Regions from separate parts of the Zea mays genome. Here all the other regions are linked to region 3. Evidence: chromatin contacts called from public Hi-C data. All regions are on one chromosome and are shown on one strand. The core of a region is the stretch at or near the end of the contact, and the rest is flanking DNA. Distances in the headings are between cores, read along the strand shown.

The links. A called contact is a pair of places that touch in the nucleus more often than the background predicts.
Region 1: a Hi-C map of bundle sheath shows a contact between it and region 3, with 2.6 times the contacts expected there. The contact joins the enhancer-like site here to the promoter of LOC100502415 in region 3. A contact is called at or near these places in 2 of 25 Hi-C or Micro-C datasets (bundle sheath and leaf).
Region 2: a contact with region 3 is called in a Hi-C map of leaf, with 3 times the contacts expected there. The contact joins the enhancer-like site here to the promoter of LOC100502415 in region 3. A contact is called at or near these places in 6 of 25 Hi-C or Micro-C datasets (bundle sheath, ear, leaf and 1 more).

The regions. Positions count from the first base shown.
Region 1 is chr7:126,201,037-126,204,184 of Zm-B73-REFERENCE-NAM-5.0, reverse strand. No RefSeq gene overlaps it. Among protein-coding and RNA genes, the nearest start is that of LOC107126293, 84 kb to the right of the region's middle. Within about 2 kb of position 1,289, at least 11 of the 20 cell types and tissues checked have an H3K27ac peak or open chromatin away from gene starts, as enhancers often do. A contact at or near this core is called in bundle sheath and leaf, where this site is marked.
Region 2 is chr7:126,134,999-126,138,007 of Zm-B73-REFERENCE-NAM-5.0, reverse strand. No RefSeq gene overlaps it. Among protein-coding and RNA genes, the nearest start is that of LOC107126293, 18 kb to the right of the region's middle. Within about 2 kb of position 1,312, at least 19 of the 20 cell types and tissues checked have an H3K27ac peak or open chromatin away from gene starts, as enhancers often do. A contact at or near this core is called in bundle sheath, ear, leaf and 1 more, where this site is marked.
Region 3 is chr7:126,370,493-126,373,285 of Zm-B73-REFERENCE-NAM-5.0, reverse strand. It overlaps LOC100502415, which reads right to left and starts at 1,304. Exons shown (of 14, transcript NM_001365550.1): 1 at 269-1,304; 2 at 1-125. The coding sequence starts at 977.

The DNA of each region.
Region 1 (3,148 bases), core at 40-2,539, 170 kb after region 3:
TCTTTTTTGAGATCTTTATGGATGGAAGTCCTTAACAAGAGTAATGCAGTGTACTTTGTAATATCAGTTATATTTGGACTGTTTGCGTCAGGTGCATTAATGGTATGTAAAATCTCTCTAGATGCAAAACCAATTTTGATATCTGATGCCCATGCGAGATAATTGCTACCATCGATAGCAAGTTCCTCAAATTCCTTTATTCCTTGCATTTGGCCTACAAGGTATAACCATCGATTTATTGTGTTACCTTGTCCTTTCTCCCTCGCCGGATTTCTCACTGTCTTTTCTGCTTCGATGATGTCGACGACGGTGGTCGGCCGGCGAGTCCTTCTTTGTTTTGTTGATGTCGACGGTGGCCTTTCTCAGCGGTTGGAGACGTGCGTGATAACGTATTGAAATGTGAATGGATGTGTAGTTGAAAAGTGAATCGTACGTTCTATTGCATCAATAGTGAAAAGTATTTATACATCCTGAACATTGCATCTGTTCGGCCGAAGCAACACCTGCTTAACCATTTAATCACATGTACATTATGGTTAATTAGGATTAGGGGGAGATATAATAACCGCTAATCTTCTGGAGACTTCTTGTTACTCTAGGATGAGATCACTGTCGCCTTTTTATTCTTCAACAAACCTAACGTGGTTAATACCGACCGACGCGCAACCCACGTCATTAGTTGATACAGACCAGCGTGGGAACCAGCGTCACACACACCGACAGTAATAACACTTCACCAAAACGCGACTGACTCCTAATGGCACTTCTCATATCGCATTATGGTGAAAGTGAACTGACGTTACGGTCTACGAGAAAGCATGCAGAGGTTAGTTGTCCTGTCCCTTGCCAAGTTGCCAACTTTCTAACCCGAATCAAGCAGTAACCACGAATCCAACCCCATATAGCCATAGGGGCAACTGGAAATTTCCAGGAATGAAACGATTGAACAGTTTCTTTTTTTGACACTACGATTGAACAAAGTTAAAATATGTTCTTGTACTGTACGAATACCTTATATCTGGATTAACGGCCACGACCCACGAGGGCGCGCCATGATCACTTCTGCCCCGGACCTGAGCTGCACCTGCACACCCGCATAAATTACCGAGACAGCTCAACAAAATAAACCTTAAAAATAACTGAAGCTCGAAAACATAAAGTATTTGTAGAAAGAATTGCTTCTAGATGACGGCGACACAACCAGCAGCTCCAGAACAGCAGCTTGTCACGTCAGCTGTGTGGCAAATAAACAGCACTATAATAAGTACACAACAAGGCGCACACAAAAAATCAAGCACGTCCAAATCCAAGTGTCCACGTCCACAATTCAGGATGCAGCCAGCGACAGTAATGGCCATGCCACCACCATGGCCAAATATTCGGACGGACGGCGAAATCTCAAATCTTGGGATGTCGATGTCGCAAACGCTGACCACAGGACATAATTATTTTTTTTAGAAAGCCCGAAAAAAAGCAGACAAAGAGGGCGCAAAATACGTCGCCAAGAAACTGCTACTAGCATTGTTTAAGCATCAGGAGGGAAACTAACTTCAGCTGGCAGGTGATAGTACCTCTCAAGCGACAACACCTAGAGAAGAAACAGAAACAGTGTTCGCTTACAGAAGGGACAACTCCATCTGATTTTTTTGTTTCCCTTTCCCGAGCGAAAACAACAGGCGGACAGACAGAGAGCAAACCTGGGTCACCAGGGCGGGCCGGGGCCTCCTTCCAAGTGTTGTCTCTGCCACGATTCTCAGGTACTAGGGAACTGAAACATGGATATTGTGTTTGTTTATTCTGATGCCATCTCTGGTTCAACGACGATCACAAGTAGCAACAGCAAGGACGTCTCTGTCGTCTCAGGAGTCCGCTTTCCTCGCATAAAGGCGTGTCTATTCGGAAAACATTTTTTTTCGCGTATGCACCTCTATGATTCACATAGTAATAATATGTGACACCCGGATTTAAAAGGTAAACTCGAGTGCGTCTCATATGTGCGTCAAAAAAGATCAACACATACAATGAATCACTGTATAGAGATAAATATTACAAATTTTATTACATAGCGGAAATGTCTTACAAAATAAACGGTAATAAATAAATTGAACTATTATTATTTTCTCGGCACCATCAAGCTGATTGAGAGATGATACCTAGACCTCGTCGAACCTATCATAGTAGTCCTCCTCTAGGGCCACCTGCTCTTCACCTGTGGGGGTGAGGGGTTATCGCAAGAGTGAGCTCACAAAAGTTCATCGCTCAACAAGTGTGAGGAATAATGTGCATAAACTCACTTATGGTGGGGGCTCATGTGTAATGTAAGGCTAATCAACAAATAATGGTTAAATCTGAGCACCGCTTTTAATAAGTTGGTCAAATTTTATTAGCAGTTACTAAGTCACTACCGGAATCGTCGGCTTTGCCGAGTGCCTGAAGCACTCGGCAAAGCCTTAAAAACACTCGGCAAAGGCTTTGCCGAGTGTCGCACTCGGCAAAGAGGGCTCGACATACAGTGCATTGGCAAAGCCTTCTTTGCCGAGTACTTTTTATCAGGCACTCAGCAAGCAGCCGTTACAGCGTCGGGTTGACAGAGACGGCGTCTTTGCTGAGTGTCGGCCTGACAGCACTCGGCAAAGAATCCGCCAGAGGGGGTCCCCATGTCAGGTACTTTGCCGAGTGCTTGGTATGGCACTCGGCAAAGCATGCTTCTTTTGCCGAGTGTTATGACCCTGACACTCGCCAAAGCACCTTTTTATCGAGTGTCACACTCGGCAAAGTGACCAGTATACACCTTTTTTATTTGTTTTTTATATTCTATCCAAACAAACAAAAGATACCACATATACATCACATATATCACATATATACATCACAGATATCATCACAAACATAAATATCCAACACAAACATAAATATCCAAGTTCTCAACGCAAACATAAGTATTAAGAACATAAGTCTCATAAGTCTCAAGCTCTGACATAAGTATCCAACATAAACATAAGTATTAAACACAAGTTCTGAAGTCTAAACACTGAAAACATAACTCTCATGGAGGTGGGCGGTTCGACTGGTGCTGCGTTGGGTTGAACCCTTCATGAGGGTTGTTGGATGCCGCCCCAGATTGGCCCTGCACAGAGAAGAGATTGCA
Region 2 (3,009 bases), core at 63-2,562, 240 kb after region 3:
GCCACTCGCTAAGGTTTCCACGTCAGCGTTGGTGACCCTCTAGGTGAGGCACCTTAGCCAAGACTACCATCCCATGTTAATGTCATCTGCCACCAAACCACAGCCGCCCCCTTTTGACCATCTTTCAGGTAAGGTTCCTAAGCACTAAGTCTATAAAGCTATTTATCAAATCCAGAGCCAAGACAACACTCGTGGTCGCATTATTTTTATGAGAGTTCCAAGTTTCCCAACCATGGCTTGGCAACCAGAAAAAAATCATAAGAAATAATGAGAGAATGTAACACCCTAAAATCTTATTTTAGGGCTTAGAGAAAAAAACTAAAAAGAATCGGATCAAAATGTTTTTACAAGGGTCTTCCTACTTTTGGAATTACTTTCCTAGAATAAATAAGTGGTATATTAAATGTTAACTTTTCAAATTCAATTTTTAAAAAAATTGAGACCGAAATATGGTTTGAAACAAAAAAGAGATTTTTAATTTATTTGTTTGAACGAATTATTCCATTCATGAATTGTATATGGAGAAGTATTTATCTAAATGAATAAATAACTAAAATGAGAATTTAACATTGCATACATGCTGAGATTTTTATTGTTGCGTTAAAGATTGAATTTGAATTTGAATTTGTGAACCGAAAATTGACTTGAATCTAAAATAGAACAAAAACAGAAATTAGAAAATAAAATAGAAATTGGAAAAAAAATGGTGAAACTAGCCGGATTTCCCAGCCCATTCATCTTTCCCTAACGGCAGCCCATATCCCCTTGCCTTTTTCCCATTTCTTTATTCCTCTAGCCGAATGCTGCATCATCATGAAGATCATAGATGACATCATCCAATGAGTCTCAGTCGTGTGGGGTTCTTGGACCAGTTCATCTTCTATCGAGATTGAAACGTGGATCAGAGTTCCGCCTAGATTTCTCTCGCCGAGAACCAACGACCTCTACCAGGAGATTTTATTGCCTCGGCCAGTACGCGATCACACGTTTCTTTCACTAATCTATAGGATCCAATCGCCAGTTATTCGTCCTAGTTTGATCCATGCATGCTGTAACAAACTACCGAGAGGATTCCCTTCGACTCCAGGATATAAAGCCCCTGCGACTCCCTGGCCACCCAAACGCATAGCACCAGAGAGACGAGAGGGGTGAGAGAAGAACCCAGCCGCGGGCCGCCGCTGTCGAACTCGTGTTGTGCCCAGCCCAGTCCTTGGTGAGATGTTGTAGAGGTTCACTGAGGGATGTGGAGTCTGTAGGAAGCTTTGGCGAGTGCGAAGATTAGTCGGAGCATGGGGAATTCGTCGCCGTGGTCCTGGCGCCGCCGTGGAACCGCACCGCTTCGTGGGCCGAGCCCACTATCGTCCGAACACTGGTAAGGATGCAATTATCCAGTACACTAGCTTCTGTATTATGTTATGCACCGGTACGAGTCATGATTGGGGCTCCGGAGTTGCTGTCGTGCGTGGTGCCGGCAAGCCGTGCCGCCGCGGGGCTGCTGCTCCGTCGTCTGAGCGCCGTCTGGGGAAGAAGAGCGAGGAAGAAACGTTGGATCGAAAACGAACGGTGGAAATTGGATCGTAAAATAACGATTCGGCTGTTTCTCCTGTGACCGTAGATCTTGGATGTATGGGACGTAAAAGTGTACCGCTTTGTCCATCTATTATGGCCCATAGATATGGCGATGTGTGGTCCTGGTTTGCGTACGTTGGCGATCTAATCTGGACAGTTGAAGAATAATCGGGCGGCTCAGACTCGGGGATACCCCTTCGCTGGGGTATTTTTATTTAAGAGTCCATAAACTTTTAAGAAATCAACTCGCAGTCCTACTTAGTTCAAAGAACCTTACAAACGAGTCCAATTCTTTAGGAATTAGCCCCTGAACTCTGCAATAATAGTGGCTGCAGCCCGAAAGCATACCAGGAAAATAATAAATGAATATAGACAATGTATTTTAGTATAAAAATAATTCTGAGATCTTAGGAAATCCATAAATAATTCATTTTAACTCCGATTTGACTCGTTTAAGTTGTGTTAGACTCGTATTAATATTGTTTACACTTTAGTAACCTTATTTTATGTAATATGTTCTAAAAAGTAACTAACTATATTTTTGACCTATGTTCGTTGGATTAACTTTTTCTAAGTAAATCTAAAGTAATATTTCAATGTTGTCTATAATTATAATATGACTAAAATATGATCTCTAATAAATTTATATCTTAGACTAAAGTTGAAATAGTTATCTATTTAGAATATATTTCTCATATGATTTATATCAATACATATAGAGCATAGTTTTCCTATTTAATCATATAAATCTTCCGAAAACTATATCTTTTTAACCGCAACTCCGATTTTAGTGGTTCTCGAGAATACAATCTCATAGCAGCGCGTAGAATATTCTTACGTTGTTTATTTCTATGTTTTGGTGTAATGTTATTTTACCTGCTCTTTGCCTATCTATATGTATTGCTACGATAGAAGCGAGGTTGCGAGTCACCTAAAGACTAAATTGGAGAAGTACCTGGAGTGGTGAAAGGGAATTAGGCTTACACCTAGTTCCTAAATAATTTTTGGTGGTTGAATTGCCCAACACAAATAATTGGACTAACTAGTTTGCCCAAGTGTGTAGATTATACAGGTGTAAAAGGTCTACCCTCAGCCAATAAAAAGACCAAGTTTTGGATTCAATAAAGGAGCAAAGTGGCAACCGAAGGCACCTCTGGCTGAAGGCACCGGACTGTCCGGTGTACACCGGACAGTGTCCGGTGCGCCCAGAGGACTCCAACTCCAACTCTTCACTCTCGGGAATTCTCGGAAGCCGGCGCGCTATAATTCACCGGACTGTCCGGTGTGCACCGGACATGTCCGGTGCTCCAAGGAAGCGCGGTCTCCGGAACTCGCCAGCCTCGGGTTCGCGTGGCAGCCGCTCCGCTAAAATTCACCGGACTGTCCGGTGTGCACCGGACTGTCCGGTGTACCAGCGGAGCAACGACTCCTTTCGGCGCC
Region 3 (2,793 bases), core at 55-2,554:
CTGATCGGAGATCTGGAGCCAGAAGTCGTAGAGCTCCTCCTTGGTGATCCGCTCCAGGTTCTGCCGCCGCCGCCGCGCCAGCGCGTCGAAGATGCCCACCGCGAACTCCTTGGAGTCCACCATTCCTGCAGTTTGGGCGTGGAGCGCCATAAGATCGCGGATAAGGACGTCGCAATTACAGTAGGATCGAGCTGTTTCCTCGCGTGTGCGGAGGATAACAATGTGAACTGCAGGCAAGAAGCAGCAGCGGCGTCGAGTGTGGCCGTACCGATGCATTCGCCGAAGTCGTCGCGGGAGAGCAGCCCTTCGCGGGCGAGGTCGTTGAAGCGCTCCTCGACGCGGCGCCAGAGCTCGGCGGCCTCGACGGAGCCCGTGGTGCGGCTGATGAAGCGGAGGCCCTTGAGCGCGCGCCTGGCGCCGGCGCGGGACCGGTTGAGCTGCGCCTGCTCCCGCCGCCGCTCGCGCGCCGCCATGGCGGCCTCCCGCTGAAGCTCGGCGGGCGTGGGGCGGTACGGGGACGGGGAGGGCGACGGCGACCGGAGCCACGCGAACTTCTTCCGTATCCGCGACGACGTCGACGAGCACCGGCTCAGGCGGCCGCCGCCCTCCGAAGGCGCGCGGCGCGGCGACGGCGACACCCCGAGGACCCCCGCGGACGGCGGCGCCGGGAGGGAGGCGGCGCCGTAGAGCGCCGCGCTGGTGGGCGTGACGCTGCGCACCACCATGGACTCCTCGTCCAGCTCCAGCATGACCTCCACCAGGTCCCCCTGGTCCGCCAGGAATGCCGGCAGCATGCCGCCGGCGCCGCCGCTCCCGGCGGCGGCGGCGGCGAAGAACTCCTCCCCATAGGCGGTAGTGTAGGACTCGTTGTCGGAGGCGTCGGTGGCTGTGGTGGTGGTCTGGTCGTCCGCCAGGTAGTCCGCGATGCGGCGGTGGCCGCTGCGCCGGGCGTTGCTCCCGCGCGACGGCGTCCACATGGCGGCAGCCGCGGCGCGAGAGCTGTCCTCCTCTCCGAGGCACAGCGGTGGTTGCGCCCCGCCACGCCTGGCCCTTTTATTATCTTACCCGTAGTCTCCCAGTCCGCTCCGCAATGCGTCCGTCAGCCAGCTATCCCGTTCCCGTGGGCAGGCACCACCGCACCAGGCAGGCAGGCAGGCGGGCGGCACTGCGGCAGCGGCTGGGCGGTGGCCGGTGGGCGGCCCACGCCCGGGCAAGTGATTCCTTCGCGGGCGCGGCCTCCTCGTGCTTTTTTTTCCCCTCTCGTTTGCTTCGCGGTGCGGTGCTCCGCTACCTATTGGCTATTGCGTTCCGCGGTTCTGCCACGGCGCTCGGCTAGCCGCTTTATCAACGAGTGCCGAAGCGAGCAGCGCTTTTTGGAGGCAAGGCTGTGACTGGGCTGGGCTGGGTGGGTGGGTGGGTGCGGCACACCCCAAAACGAAGCTCCATGCGCCACGAGTTTGCGATGCGGTGCTCGGTTCGGACGTGGGAGACGCGGTCGGTGGGCTGGTCTGATGTGGATTTGGAGAACCTCAGACAGACGCTTCCAAACGAGCGAGATGCGGTGGTCAGTGCGGCGCGGCGCGTTCCTTGTTGGCAAAATCAGACCAAAATCCAGCATGGTCCACTGTTTATGGTGTGAGTGGTGAGCTTCAAACACGCAAAGGAAGGGTCGTTTCGGATTGGCGGATTATGGTGCGAGTAGATACAGATTTGCTAAGGTCAGCCTCAATAAGGTTACAAAGTTTCGTAATAGTTTTATAGTCATTAAATAAACTGATATCATGTAGCATCTGTTTAGAAGCAAAGTTTTTTAATACCACAGTTTTACAATACTAATTTTTTTAATGCTATATCATAAACAAAATATTTCAATACCATAATTTTGCAATACCATAGTTTCACACGCAACAAGGAAAGACATTGGTCTAGACCAAATTTTTCAATACTATGGTTTTACTATAGTATTCATAATAATGTGGTTTTTAATATATAGTTTTTAAAACATTTACCAAACATCTTTCTGTATAAAATATCAAAGTCTTGTTAAATACCATGGTATTGCATGGAACTATAAAAAAAACTTTGCTGAGCATAATAGTAACAAAAAAGTGATATAACACAAAGGTATCTAATGTTAATACCTTTGTGTGGTGCCATGTAGCAATATTGTGCTTTGCTGAACGAGCTACATTGTATATAACTAATAACTGAATATAAAAATATAAATATGTAGTTGATATTTACCCATGGTATTTAAGTACAATAACTGATTATCGATGATTGGTTTTAGTTTAGTGTTGACTAACCTCATGTAGTGAGTATAATGTTGTACAATACAACTCTTGACTCGTGATGTGTAGGTGTGAAGCACATAGATGAGGTTAAGTGAGTTCATGCTGATGGACTAGAGTGGTGGAGGACGGACGCTCAGACTTCAATTGAGGAATTGGAGAAACCGAAGCAATGAGCGTGATGGTTGACACCTAGTGAATCAACAAGTGCAAAAGGTAGATGGAGGAACATATCATGTTAACCAAGTCAAGCAAATACATTATATGACTTGGTGATTAGGCAATCATGGGCTGTCGGTGACACGTGTCGAGATCATGAACTGAGTGTATCATGTATGCTACTCATGAGGCGTATAGTGGTTTGGGCCTCAAAATCATCGAGCAAACAATTTCTTGGTTTTTGGTCTCAAAACCTGATTAAAATTTTGGTGGAAACATGAGGAGGTATATGGCATCATCGTGAACCTTGCGTCAAGGCAAAGCAAAGTCGTGAAGAGCCCAT